2 separate regions of the Nomascus leucogenys genome follow, and region 1 is linked to region 2. A link is a contact called in public Hi-C data. All regions are on one chromosome and are shown on one strand. Each heading gives the region's core, a stretch centred on a gene start, on an enhancer-like site or on the middle of the called end of the contact. The rest is flanking DNA. Distances are from core to core; before and after follow the strand shown. Region 1 holds the start of PTPDC1 (protein tyrosine phosphatase domain-containing protein 1). Region 2 has its middle 33 kb from the start of ZNF169.

What was found. Hi-C and Micro-C count contacts between places; a contact is called where the count stands out from the background.
Region 1: a contact with region 2 is called in a Hi-C map of a lymphoblastoid cell line, with 4 times the contacts expected there. The contact joins the promoter of PTPDC1 here to the enhancer-like site in region 2. A contact is called at or near these places in 2 of 4 Hi-C or Micro-C datasets (a lymphoblastoid cell line and an unstated tissue).

What each region holds. Positions count from the first base shown.
Region 1 is chr1a:40,315,512-40,322,350 of Asia_NLE_v1, forward strand. It overlaps PTPDC1 (protein tyrosine phosphatase domain-containing protein 1), which reads right to left and starts at 2,313. Exons shown (of 10, transcript XM_012500628.2): 1 at 2,083-2,313.
Region 2 is chr1a:40,170,986-40,177,696 of Asia_NLE_v1, forward strand. No RefSeq gene overlaps it. Among named protein-coding and RNA genes, the nearest start is that of ZNF169, 33 kb to the left of the region's middle. Within about 2 kb of position 4,051, the one cell type or tissue checked has an H3K27ac peak away from gene starts, as active enhancers do. A contact at or near this core is called in a lymphoblastoid cell line, where this site is marked.

The DNA of each region.
Region 1 (6,839 bases), core at 1,063-3,562, 140 kb after region 2:
AGTGCCTAATATGCATTACCTATACATAAAAACATTCATTTATAGTCCAACTGTATATAACTGCTGATCAAAAATTCTATTTCAAGTATGTTAAACTATATTTTAGAATCAGAAGTTCTGTGTTTCAGTCTTGACTGTTCACTGTCAGCTATATGAATCATTCTGAGCTTCAATTTCTTCTATAAAATGAGGACTATAATATTTACTCTTCTTGATTGTTGTGAGGATGAAGAAAGGGGTGTGTGTGTGTGTTCCTACCACAACACCTGGCATTTAAGTATTCAATAAATATTTGTTATCTTACTTTGCAAACCAGTATCCGTAATCTTTTTGCTTTTTCCCTTCTTAGTCTGTACTCACTTCATTTCCCTCCTAGCTTTATAAGAATTTGTAAAGGATTCTATTCATACCTGTCCAACAGTCCTGTTAATACTAATGGGCTGCATGCAGTGGTTCATACCTGTAATCCCAGCACTTTGGGAAGCTGAGGTGGGCAGATCGTTTGAGCCCAGGAGTTCAAAACCAGTCTGGGCAAGATGGTAAAACCCTGTCTCTACAAAAAAATTAAAAAAAAAATTAGCCAGGCATGGTAGCACATGTCTGTAGTCCCAGCTACTTGGGAGACTGAGGTGGGAGGATTACCTGAACCCAGGAGGTTGAGGCTGCAACCTCGGTGAGCTGTAATTGCGTCACTGCACTCTAGCCTCAAAAACTAAAAAGAAACAAAAAGTAATGGCTAAGCTCCTTGGGTACAACCCCATGAAGACTCTGGGATTGGGTGGGAAATTAGACTAGAACAATTGTTGTTAAAATGGTCCCTGGGTCACCAATATTGGAATCACCCTAGAAGGGTGTGAAAATGCAGATCCTCCAGCCCTGTCGCTGATACTGAATCCTCATTTCTGGAGTGGGAGCTGAGATTTTGCATTTTTAAAAAGCCACAAGGTGGAATTCTTGTGCACTAAGAGGTCTGGACACAACTGGACAAGCTGGGAACCAACAGGATGAGTGGGTGATTTTGGAGCCACATAGACTTGGATTTAAATTCCAGTTCTTCCATTTAATATTAATAGCTCTGACTGTGACAAGTCACTCAAACCCTCTGAGCTTGTTTTCCCACACAGTAAATGAAATGACACTTTGTTGTGGAGATCAAATAAAATTGTGTGGACATATGTATGTGTGTATATATGTATGTACCTGTACGTGTGTGTGCTAACAGTGCCTGTTATGGAACTTCTATAAGATGATCTCTTGGAGTTTTCTGGCTCTCAGTCTATGAATGCTAGTATATTTTAATCCTTCCACATACACAACTATCGCAGGATCATCTGCTTATCCACCTCCCTAAAGCAGTGTTTCTCAACCTTTTCTTGATTTTCCCCCTCTCCTCCCAGGAGACGTTTTAGACATTTTATTTCCGAATCTGCCAACCCCATAAAATTTCAATGACATAGGTATAATGTATATCTGCTTGTTTTCAGGCTCTTTGGAAGGCCACAAAGAACGGTAATATCTAGGATCTTTTTGCCCCCTAAGAACACGAGCAATATCACCCATGTTGAGAATGCATGTCTGAGAGATAAGTGACTTGGTCAAGGTCACGTGACTAATTTAGTGGCAGAATTAGACCTAAATTAGAGGTCACAAACTGGCAGACTAGAACCAGCTTATAAATGTCTTTTGTCTGGCTTCCAATGTTTCTTCTTTTTTTTTAAATTGATTGCCAACATTTACAAATCAAGAGATTTCACATAAAAATCCCGATATTCAACTTCTCATGAGAAATCTGAGATCGCTCCGAGCGGTAGTTGAGAGAAAAATCTGAGATCGCTCCGAGCGGCAGTTGAGAGGCGCTCGCCACCCCAGAACGTGGGGGTTCTCCCAGCATCTCCCAGCCTGGTCCCTGCAGACATCTGAATGTGAGACCCTCAAATCCAAGACCTTTAAACTTTAGTTTCAAGCTCACGACCCTCAATGATTTGCCTCCAACCACGCATCACTTAATAACTAGACGTTTAAAAAAACAAATCTGAAAGAACCATACTGAGTGTGCGGCTAAACTAGCTGCGAATTCCGAACCTTTTCCCGCTCGGGATCCCAAGCCCTCGGCGCCGGCTGGGGTCAGCAGGACGCGCCGTCCGTGTCGCAAGTCGTCTGCGGTCGGGGGACCAGGGCGCGGCCGGCCGGGAGACGCTGCCCCGCGGAGGGTCTGTAGGTAGCGGGCCCGAGGGCAGCCTCTGCGCACCCTCACGGCGCGGCACCGATGCCTGCTGCTCTTGACGCGCCCTGGAGGCAGAGGCCGGGTCACCGGCGCTGCCCTCAGCGCGCCCGCTCGCCAGCCAATGTCAACCGCCACACGCCTCACGTGACGTGTGCTGGCCAATGGAGGCCTGAAGCGGACCGTGACGAGAGCGGTGGCTCTAGGCATTTTCCAACGGGCGGGGGCGGTGAGGGAACCGTGAGGGACGCTGAGGGGATGGCGCGGGTGCGGAAAGGGGACCCTAAGTAAGGGGACGGCATGAGCCAAGAAGGACCGCGGCGGACCTAGCTCCAAGCGCTCCCCGGCCACAGGGTCGAGATGAGTGAATGAAGAGCCACGAGAGCCCTGGAGCAGAGCGGACGGAACCCGGCGACTGGCCGCCTCTCTCCGGGCGCGCTTCCTGTGTTGTTCCTCCTGCTTCTACTGGTCCTATCGTCCCAACTCTTAACGGATTCGCGGCCCCAGGTGGTTCAGAGAAATCCGAGGAGCAGAATCTGGGTGAGAGCAAGACCCAGCAGTTTACAGAGTGGCTGACGGGGTTTGCCTGCGTGTAACAGGAACCCCCAGATTCCAGTATCCTAAACTCACGAGGGGCTTTTCCCCTCTCCCATAAAAGAAAGTGGGAGGAAGGTACCTAAGCTCGTTCGGCTCTGTCATCCGTACAGCCTAGCCTGGCTTGTGTCCACAAATTTGCGTTATGGGCCAAAATAGTAGTTGGAGCTCCAGCCATCACATCCTTATTTTAGAAAGGGCCTTTCTGGAAGTCCCACACAAAACCTTCTAACTACATCTTACAGACTCGAATTTAGCATCATGACCTCGCAGAGCTGGAAACTATAATCTTAACTTGGCACATTGATGCCCTTAAAAATCTTCTTTCCAAAATGAAGGGAAGAATGAATTTAATTAAGCAACTAGCAATCTCTGCTGCATCTTGTTTTTTCACCCTCGCAAGTGGTCTTGTGTCTCACGGCTCAGTAGAAATAAGTCCTTCCCCTGCATGTGCAGAACAACTCACTAGGCAAATACATACTCTGTGGCAGACCCTATACTGGATGCTTTACATATATTTTCACATTTAATTTCTCTAGGTAGGCATTACTAGCCCCATGTTGCAGATGACTCTAGAAGATAGAAATGGTGACAAACTGTGAATGCAGAGAGGCTGTTAGATTGACCAGATGGTCTGATACCAGTTGGCTGCAGACTTGCAAGCACATGGACCTAAGAATGTAATTTTCTGTGCAGAGTCCACAAAGGACACTCTGCCTAAAGCTGGCAAGAATCGACAAACAAGATGAAGATACCATACTGCCCTGTGGCTCAGGAAGCAGGCCCCATATAATACACCAATGCAAAAATAGTGTGACACATCTAAACACTAGTATGGTAATGATGTAAAAAAATGGTTTTAGTAAGCAACAGATGAAAAGAGATTTGAAAATGTTGACTTGGTATTTCTCAGCACTGTCCTACAGAGAACAGTGCCCATACTTGGGCTTGTTAATAAGTAATGGAGACCGGGCACGGTGGCTCAAGCCTGTAATCCCAGCACTTTGGGAGGCCGAGGTGGGTGGATCACATGAGGTCAGGAATTTGAGACCAGCCTGGCCGACATGGAGAAACCTCTTCTCTACTAAAAATACAAAAATTAGCCAGGGGTGGTAGTGCACCCCTGTAATCCCAGCTACTAGGGAGGCTGAGGCAGGAGAATTGCTTGAACCCAGGGGGCGGAGGTTGCAGTGAGCAGAGATCGCACCACTGCACTCCAGCCTGGGCCACAGAGCAAGACTCCATCTCAAAAAAAAAAAAAAAAAGTAATGGATTGGTTTCATACATTTAATAAACAATGTCTTGTGTATACTTGTGCTGCACTGAGCATTAACAATTCGAAGGTGAATTAGACATTACGCCTGCCCACAGTCTATGGGGAGACAGACAAGTATACAAACAATTAGAACACATCATGATAACAGTATTTGGGCGGTATGGGAGCACATGAGAAGAGTATCCAACCTGGCTGGAGAGAGGGAAAAAGAGGGATTTTCGTTAGAGAAGACTTTCTAAAGAAACGATAGACCTGAGTCTTGAAAATCAAGCTTGAGCGGATCAAACTAAGTAAGTGGAATGGCAGTCCAAGCAGAGGGATCAGGTAGTCTAAAAGCATGTTGATGCGAGAGAAGCCAGCATATGTGACACTGGCTATGAAGAAAGGGGGTAGAAGAACATATTGAGGAGTTAGTGTCCTGTCATGATGGATCATGTGTGCCATGCTAGGGAGTTTGCATCCTTTGGTCATAGCATCCACTCCTTCCCTTGCTTTGGGGAAATTATTTCTCCACCTTGTGTGTAGTCTTGGTGGCATTATTAAGATGCACTGTGTTTCCCCGACTAGTGGATAGATGGATAACCCTAGTTAGGCCAACCAGATTATCTGCCAAGGGTGAGAGGAAAAGTAGTGGGATAGGGAGTTGAGAGTGTTTAAACATGCCTCCCTAGGGAGGGGATGAGATTTCATTTGGATCCATGAAAAGATTATAAAATTGGATAGAGAGCAGAATCAAGGATAGAGGTCGTGTGTGATGTTTTCTTCAGCAAACTCAATAGCACAGAGTCTCTAGTTGATTTTCACATCTTACGACTGGATATAAATACTGTATTCCAGCCATTCGAAAGGTGTATTCTATAGCTATTAGGATTATATTTTGTAACCAAAAATTAAATGACTTTAGTATTTTAAATAAGCATTGCATGGGAAATCTGGACTATGTAAACCTCATTTCTCTACTGTAACTTGGATGGTTATTCCACAAATTTGAGTAATATGTGGGTTTTACTTTCATTCCATGTTTACCTAACAACCTTCTTGGAGTTCCAACTCAATAACAACAGGATTCCCCCGTGGAAAAAAAAATCACTGTATTATTTATACATAAATTATTTAGTTATATGTAAATTCTTTAGTTTTCTAAATTTCTAAGGGCTTAAAACTGTAGCATCATTATGACACAAAAATTACACATCACAGATAAACTCTCTTCCCAAGGTTTTGAATATCATTTTTTCTTTAAAAATGAAAATACATCTATCTTTATAATATACATGTTCATTGAATATAAGTTTCAAGAAAGGCAGAAAAGTATGAGGAATACACGTAGTGGTTTACATTGTCCAAGACATTTTTCTATGAACATTTATTTAAATATAAGTGTACTTTAAAATAAGATCATATCATATGTACTGTTTCATAACTTATTTTTTACGTAACATATCTTAGACAGCTTTGCTAAGTACCACAGACTTAATGGCTTAAAACACCACATGTTTATTATCTGTTTCTGTGCATCATCAGTCCTGCCACAGTTTCTGTCAACAGATTGCAATTCAGGTACTGGCCAGGGCTACAATCTTATCAGAAGCTCAACTGGGAAAAGATCCACTTCCATGTGCCCTCAGGTTATTGGCAGAATTCATCTCCTTGCAGCTATAGACAGGTCACCATTTTCTTGCTGACTATCAGCAATGGGCTGCTGTCAGCTTCTAAAGGCCAACCTCAATTCTTTGCCTTGTGGTCCTCTCCATAGACCTCAGAAATGGCAGCTTACTTTTTCAAAGCCAACAAAGGAGAGAGAATCATTATAATTTTTAATGGTAACATAATATTCCACTATAGGACTGTAACATTATTTAACTATCCTCTATGGATACTAGGATGTTTTAAATTTTTCATTATAAACAGTGTTACAGTAAATGTCCTCATGCATATACCTTTGTGACTTCTCTGATTATTTTCTTAGGATGATATCCAGAGTGAATTGCTGAGTCAGATGGTATACTTTTTAAATCTTTTTTTCTTTGCATATTGTAAAATAGCTATCCAGAAAACTAAGCCCATTTATATTTCTAAGAATGTATGAGAATGCTGGTTCATATGCATAACTTGCCAACATTGGCATTACCCATAAGTTTAATATTTGCCAATCTAATGAGTGAAAAAAATATTTCTTATTGTTTTAATTTGAAGTTGTTAAATTAGTGAACTCAAACATATTTTTATATGTTTACTGGACATTGTGTTTTTTGAATTGCCTTTTCATGACTTTAGCCCATTTTGCAATTGTGAAAGCACTTTGTATGTTAAGTGCTCTTTGTTTGTGGATTGCAAATATGTTTCCTAGTTTATTTATGTTTGTTAATATTTTTGTTATTTTGTTTCTAGGGGATAATTTTGTTTATGGGGGATTTTTGGCCATAAAAAAGTTTTTAATGTTTTTTGAAATCAATTCTATTGATTTTCCTAATGCATTCTGCCTTTGATGACATGCTTAGAAATGTCTTTCCCACCTAAGGGCATAAAACCTTTCACTTATTTTTGTTCTAGAATGTTTATGGTTTCTTTTAACATTTACATTTTAATTGTTTTAGAATTATTGTGTTGCAAATAGATTGATTGCTATTGTCCTGTGATGAGTTTTTTTAAAAATTGAGTTATTCAATTGAGAGGGGTAACTCTAGAGTTATTTTTAAAATCTGTAACTTGTTACTGTAGATTTGTGGGAAATAGAGAACAAACCAA
Region 2 (6,711 bases), core at 2,801-5,300:
CCTTCTTCTCTCAACTCGTCAAAGTCATTCTCCATCCAGCTTTGCTCCACTGCTGGCGAGGAACTGCGTTCCTTTGGAGGAGAGGAGGTGCTCTAATTTTTAGAATTTTCAGCTTTTCTGCTTTGGTTTCTCCCCATCTTTGTGGTTTTATCTACCTTTGGTCTTTGATGATGGTGACATACAGATGGGGTTTTGGTGTGTATCTCCTTTCCGTTTGTTAGTTTTCCTTCTAACCGTCAGGGCCCTCAGCTGCAGGTCTGTTGGAGTTTGCTGGAGGTTCACTCCAGACCCTGTTTGCCTTGGCATCACCGGCGGAGGCTGCAGAACAGCAAATACTGCAGAATGGCAAATGTTGCTGTCTGATCGTTCCTCTAGAAGCTTCATCTCAGAGGGGCACCTGACTGTATGAGGTGTCAGTCAGCCCCTACTGGGAGGTGCCTCCCAGTTAGGCTACTCGGGGGTCAGGGACCCACTTGAGGAGGCAGTCTGTCCATTCTCAGATCTCAAACTCCATGCTGGGAGAACCACTACTCTCTTCAAAGCTGTCAGACAGGGACTTTTAAGTCTGCAGAAGTTTCTGCTGCCTTTTGTTCAGCTATGCCCTGCCCCCACAGGTGGAGTCTACAGAGGCAGGCAGGCCTCCTTGAGCTTCGGTGGGCTGCACCCAGTTTGAGCTTCCCGGCAGCTTTGTTTACCTACTGAAGCCTCAGCAATGGCGGGTGCCCTTCCCCAAGCCTCTCTGCTGCCTTGCAGTTTGATCTCAGACTGCTGTGCTAGCAGTGAGCGAGGCTCTGTGGGCGTGGGACCCTCCAAGCCAGGCGTGGGATATAATCTCCTGGTGTGCCGTTTTCTAAGACCCTTAAAAAAGCACAGTATTAGGGTGGGAGTGTCCCAGTTTTTCCGGGTGCTGTCTGTCACAGCTTCCCTTGGCTAGGAAAGGGAATTCCCCGACCCCTTGTGCTTCCTGGGTGAGGCGATGCCTCGCCCTGCTTCGGCTCATACTCTGTGGGCTGCACGCACTGTCCTGCACCCACTGTCCAAAAAGCCCCAGTGAGATGAACCCAGTACCTCAGTTGGAAATGCAGAAATCACCCATCTTCTGCATCGCTCACACTGGGAGCTGTAGACTGAAGCTCTTCCTATTTGGCCATCTTGGAACCTCCGGCAGTTTCTTACAAAGCTAAACATTCACTTCTCATTTGACCCAGAAATTCCACTTCTAGGTATTTACTCAGGAGAAAGGAAACTTTAAAGACAAATGTTCAGCCTGGTGCGGTGGCTCACGCCTTTAATCCCAGTACTTTGGGAGGCTGAGGTGGGCAGATCACCTGAGGTCAGGAGTTCAAGACCAGCCTGACCAACATGGTGAAACCCCGTCTGTACTAAAAATGCGAAAATTAGCTAGGCGTGGTGGTGCATGCCTGTAATCCCAGCTACCAGGGAGGCTGAGGCAGCAGAATCACCTGAACCCAGGAGGCGGAGGTTGCAGTAAGCCAAGATCACACCATTGCACTCCAGGCTGGGTAACAAGAGCAAAACTCCGTCTCGGAGAAAAAAAAAAAAAAAAAAAGACTTGAATGTTCATAGGAGCTTTATTCATAGAAGTCCCAAACTGGAAACAAAATGTCCATCAACTGGTAAACAGATAAACTGATATATCTATAGAATATGATATCACTTAACAATTTAAAAAAGGTATTGCAGAAAGTCCTCACTTAACATCAATAGGTTCTTGGAAATAACAACTTTAAGTGAAATGACATATAATGAAACCAATTTTACCATAGGCTAATTGATGTATATAAGAGTTAAGTTCCTATGGCATATTTCTGTCATTAAAACATCATCAAATATCTAAATAAAGACCTCAAATACTTCTAATATTAAACATTGAAATAGAAGTGAGCTATACATACATTTGAGAAAGATTAATAAAAACAAGTAAGATCATTATTTACACAATTTTTGGTGAATCAGTAAGTGACAGTGGTCATAGTGGTGGTGGATTGAATCAAAGAATAAATGTTTGCAAAGCAAAAATTATCAGGAGCATCTGCTACGACCATGCAGTTCAAAAACAATCACAAATACAGAGGGCTTGCTGAGAGCTTTCAGACTGTTTTCTTTAATGTCATGCATTGTAGGATTATCATATACTTTACAGAAATTCTTTTAACAATAATTTGTATTGACTCATTCATCCACTTTCCAACCTGCTTATTCCACTTCAGGGTTGCAGGTGGCTGGAACCTATCTCAGCAGCTCAGAGTGCAAGGCGGGAGCCAACTACAGACAGGATGCCGTCCCATCCCGAGCCACACTCACACACCCAAGTTCACTCACACTGGGACCATGTAGACATAACAATTAACCTAGCATGTACATCTTTGGGGATGTGGGAATAATCCAGAATACCCAGAGAAAATCAATCCAGAAGTGGGGAAAATGTGCAAACATCACACAGACAGTGGCCTCAGCAGGGAATTGATTTTTTTTTTTCTCATCAACATTATAGTAAGACAATATTCGACAAAATGTTATTCTAGGATCTGCTGTACTTTGATACATCATACACGCAACAATATGGATGAACTGCATGATCTATATGCAAAGTGAAAATATCCAGACAGAAAAGATTACATTCTATTGCATTTCTATGATATTCTGGAAAAGGCCACTATAATTATAAGGGCAGAATCCAGATCAGTAGTTGTCAGAGGCTGAGGTGGGAGTGGGGAAATTAACTGCTAAGGACCACTAGGGAAATTTCTGGAGTGATGGCAATGTTCTACATCATGATCGTGGTGACGGTTACACAACTATATACATTTGTCAAATTATACACTTAAAATAGTGAATTTTTTATATGTAGATTGTATCTTTAAAAGCTGATTTTTAAAAAAGATATTCTTTATCTATCAAAATTACAGAGGCACATATCCTTGGGCCCAACAACTCCATTTCAAGAAACTATTCTTGAATACTATATCCGTATATTCTATGGATATACTTGCACGTGTAAAAATAATATGTGGGGCTGGGCATGGTGGCTCGTGCCTGTAATCCCAACATTTTGGGAGGCCAAGAAGGGGAGATTGCTTGAGCCCAGGAGTTTGAGAGTAGCCTAGGCAACATGGTGAAACTGTCTCTACATAAAATACCAAAAATTAGCTGCGTGTGGTGGCTCATGCGCGTATCCCAACTACCCAGGAGGCTGAGGTGGGAGGATCCCTTGAGCTTGGGAGGTCGAGGCTGCAGTGAGCTGTGATCATGCTGTTGTAGGACAAACCAGGTTCTTGTCACACGACCAGGAATGATTAGGCTCACAGACACTTTGAAGGGTGAGGGGGAATGGAATTTATTAGGCAGAAAGGAAAAACAACTCAGTAAAGTGAGGTGGAGTCCTGCTAACAGGCTCTCCACCTGAGTGATTGAATCCCAGGTTACCACATAGGAACAGCAGAGGCCAGGCCCCTCCTGCTACAAACGGTGTGAACTTCCCGAGGCCCCACCCAGTCCTCCCAGTTCACAAGTGGGCAATATTCAGAAAGAGTCAGTTGGGCAAAGGGTGGGCTTCATCTGGACCGGCAGTCCGGTTTTTCAGCCTTAAAGGTGGGGGTCGGGGGTCTGAGGGTGGGGGCGTGCCTTGGCTGCCTCCTGTCTCAACGCCACTGCACTCCAGCCTTAAGACTTTGTCTCAAAATAATAATAATAAAGTGTACAGGCTTATCACAGCATTACCTGTGATGCCCCACTAAAGGGGAACTAGGTAGTTAGGATTAGTGGGGATGGGAAACTGCTTTTGCATTCTGAAACATGAATGGATTCATTACTTTGTAAAAAACAAACAAAGAAACAAAACAAAAAAACCCCAATACTTTCTAGGCAATTGCCTCAGTCTAGGTATGATACTCTGGTGGCTGGGCCGACGCTGTCCTCAGCTCAGGGCAGCTACGTATTTATCACATGACCCCAAGCAGGTGATTTCCCCTTCTCATCTCCACATCTGTGAAAGATTTCCTCATCTTACAGCCTTTTCAGTTTCAAATCTCAGGGCATGTAGATAGGCTTCTCTTCTGGGACTTTGCATTCTTTGCTCTGAACTCTAGGTTGAGGGCACCGAAGGGCAGGAAGGATGTAGCTTCTGTCTTCATTGACCTCGACGGGGCCAGCCCAGGGTGGGTGCCTGAGGAGTTATTTGACAAAGTAACCACAAGATGGCAGCAAGGCTCTGTTTCCAGGAAGGGGAGTCTAAGCCATAAACTCTCCAATGAGGAAGCCATCAGCCGCCACGTAGTAATGGCTATTTGAGTTCTTGAAATGTGACTTGTCCTAATTAAGACTATTTTCCATGATGTGTTTATGACACACACGGTATTTTGAAGACTTCATATAAAAAAACTCATTAATGTTTTAATATTGATTATATATTATAATGATAATATTTTGAATATATGGGTTGAGTATCTCTTTTCTATGCTTGGGACCAGAAGTGTTTCAAATTTCTGATTTTTTGCGGGGCGGGGGGATGGGGGACTTGACACATTAACATTATACGTACTGGTTGAGCATCCTAATCCAAATGTCCAAAATCTGAAATGCTCCAATGAGCATATCCTTTGAGCATCATGTCAATGCCCAGTTTGGATTTTGGTGTTTTGAATTTTAGACTTTCAGATTAGGAATAGTCAACCTCTATTGGGTTAAATAAAATCAATATATTACAATTATTTTCACCTGCTTTTTATTCTTTTTAATGTAACTACCAGAAAATGTAAACTTACACATGCAGCTCACACTACATTTCTACTGGACAGTGTTCTCTTATAAAACCTTCCAGCAGAACCAGCACAGAGCCAAGGAGCTGATGCGCCTGCCTCTGCTCCCAGATGGAAAGCGACATGGCACATGGGTGTCACAGAACTTCAACAGAGCCCTTACCACAGAGCCAGTCCCAAAGGGATGAGTCACAGCAAGGGTCCAGAAAGCAACAAGGGAGCTTCTGACCATCCTGACTGCTCCTCCCCTTAGTTGAGTCTCACAGGCACCCACGTGGTAGAATCAGCCCCCATCAGGAGCTAGTAGTGCTGGCCACCATGCAGCACCTTACCTGTATTATCTCACTGGCCCCTCACATCAACCCTATTTCAACAAAGCAAGTGAGGATCAGAGAAAGGGAGATGCTGCCCAAGTTCAACCCATGAATGAGAAGAAACATGACTATCTGCATCATACTGCTCTTCTGGAGAGCTCACTGATGGCTCCCAGGAGGCCAAGGGAAGTACCTTCGCAGGTGCCTCCTAATGTACTGGAAATCTGAATCACCAGTCATCTCTGTTCTGTGACCACGGATTGTTTGTGTTTTCTGAAAGACATAAACTGAGTGGCTACTTCTCAGGTGATGCCCACACACTGGACAAGTCTGTGTATGGAATGTGCTGGAGGGAAGGCCAGGGCAGATTAGTGCCAGGCCCTATGCTATGCACTCTTATTATCTTACTTAATCCACATAGCACTCCTCTAAAGCAGGTGCTGTTATCTCCATTTTACAGCTATGAGGCATAGAGAGATTTCCATGTAGACAAGCGCAGAGAATGAGATCTTGTGGTCGTGTTGCATTCCAGAAGCTTTCTCAGGTCTTCAGGCTGCAGCATCTCAGTGGTATGAGACTGCTGATAGCACTTTTCTGATAGTGAGTGAGGCTGGGCCTCCCAGAGACCATGAGGGGAAGGACATGTGGTGGGAGTACTGAGAGTCTACCCCAGACTAACTATGGAAACCCTGAGACAGTCTGAGTGAAAACTGAGGCACGATGTCCTGCAGGGGCACAGGTGGCCATGTCCTCAGCTCTGAAACCATGTCTGAGGATTCCTAATTGCCTATTAAACAGGAAGTAGGCATCTTAGACCCACACTCATGGCCTACACAGTCCAGCTAATGTTCCAGTCTCATCTCCAACTCCCCCTTTTCGTGTACCCAACATGCTGTTAGATGGACTGTTTCCTTTTTCCCATATACACCATCATGCTTACCTGTCCCCTGGTCTTCACCCTCATTATTTTCCCCCTGGGAAATGCCTTCTACCACCCAATCTATCAATAGCCCTCTCCATCTTTGTATGTGCCCAGAATTCCAGGCACAGCCAGGGCACTCATGGGCTAAACATAACAATGAGGCATATTTGACACATAAGTTTTGTCCAGCACTGTTAGGAGGCTTGAATGTTAGTGTAAATAATCTGGAGTAGTAGAGAGAGTCCCTGGCATTGATAACGAAACAAAGGTCTTTGGACAAGGGAGAGACCTTAAAAGCATGGTGTTTTGTTTTATTTTGTTTTAAATTATTTAAGTAACTCAGTTCTCTTGGCATCTTGTGAAGTATGTAACCAAGGTGAGGCAGAAAACTCAAGTAAGCTATTGAGATACCACAGAATTCAGTGATGCTGAATGATATCTTTGGCATCACAGACTTGGACTCTAGCCAAGCTCTGATGTATACTGACCATGTGGCCTTGGGCAAGTAACTTCCGGTTTGCCAGGCACACACCATAAGCATGGCATTTCTCACAACAACCCTTATGGAGTTATATACTATTTTTATTTCCAGTTTACAAATAAAGAAACTGAGACTCAGGGATGTTATATTATTTCTCCAATACTACAAAGCTAGTAGGAGCTGGAGTCAGTAATTCATAGACCATATTTGTGATAG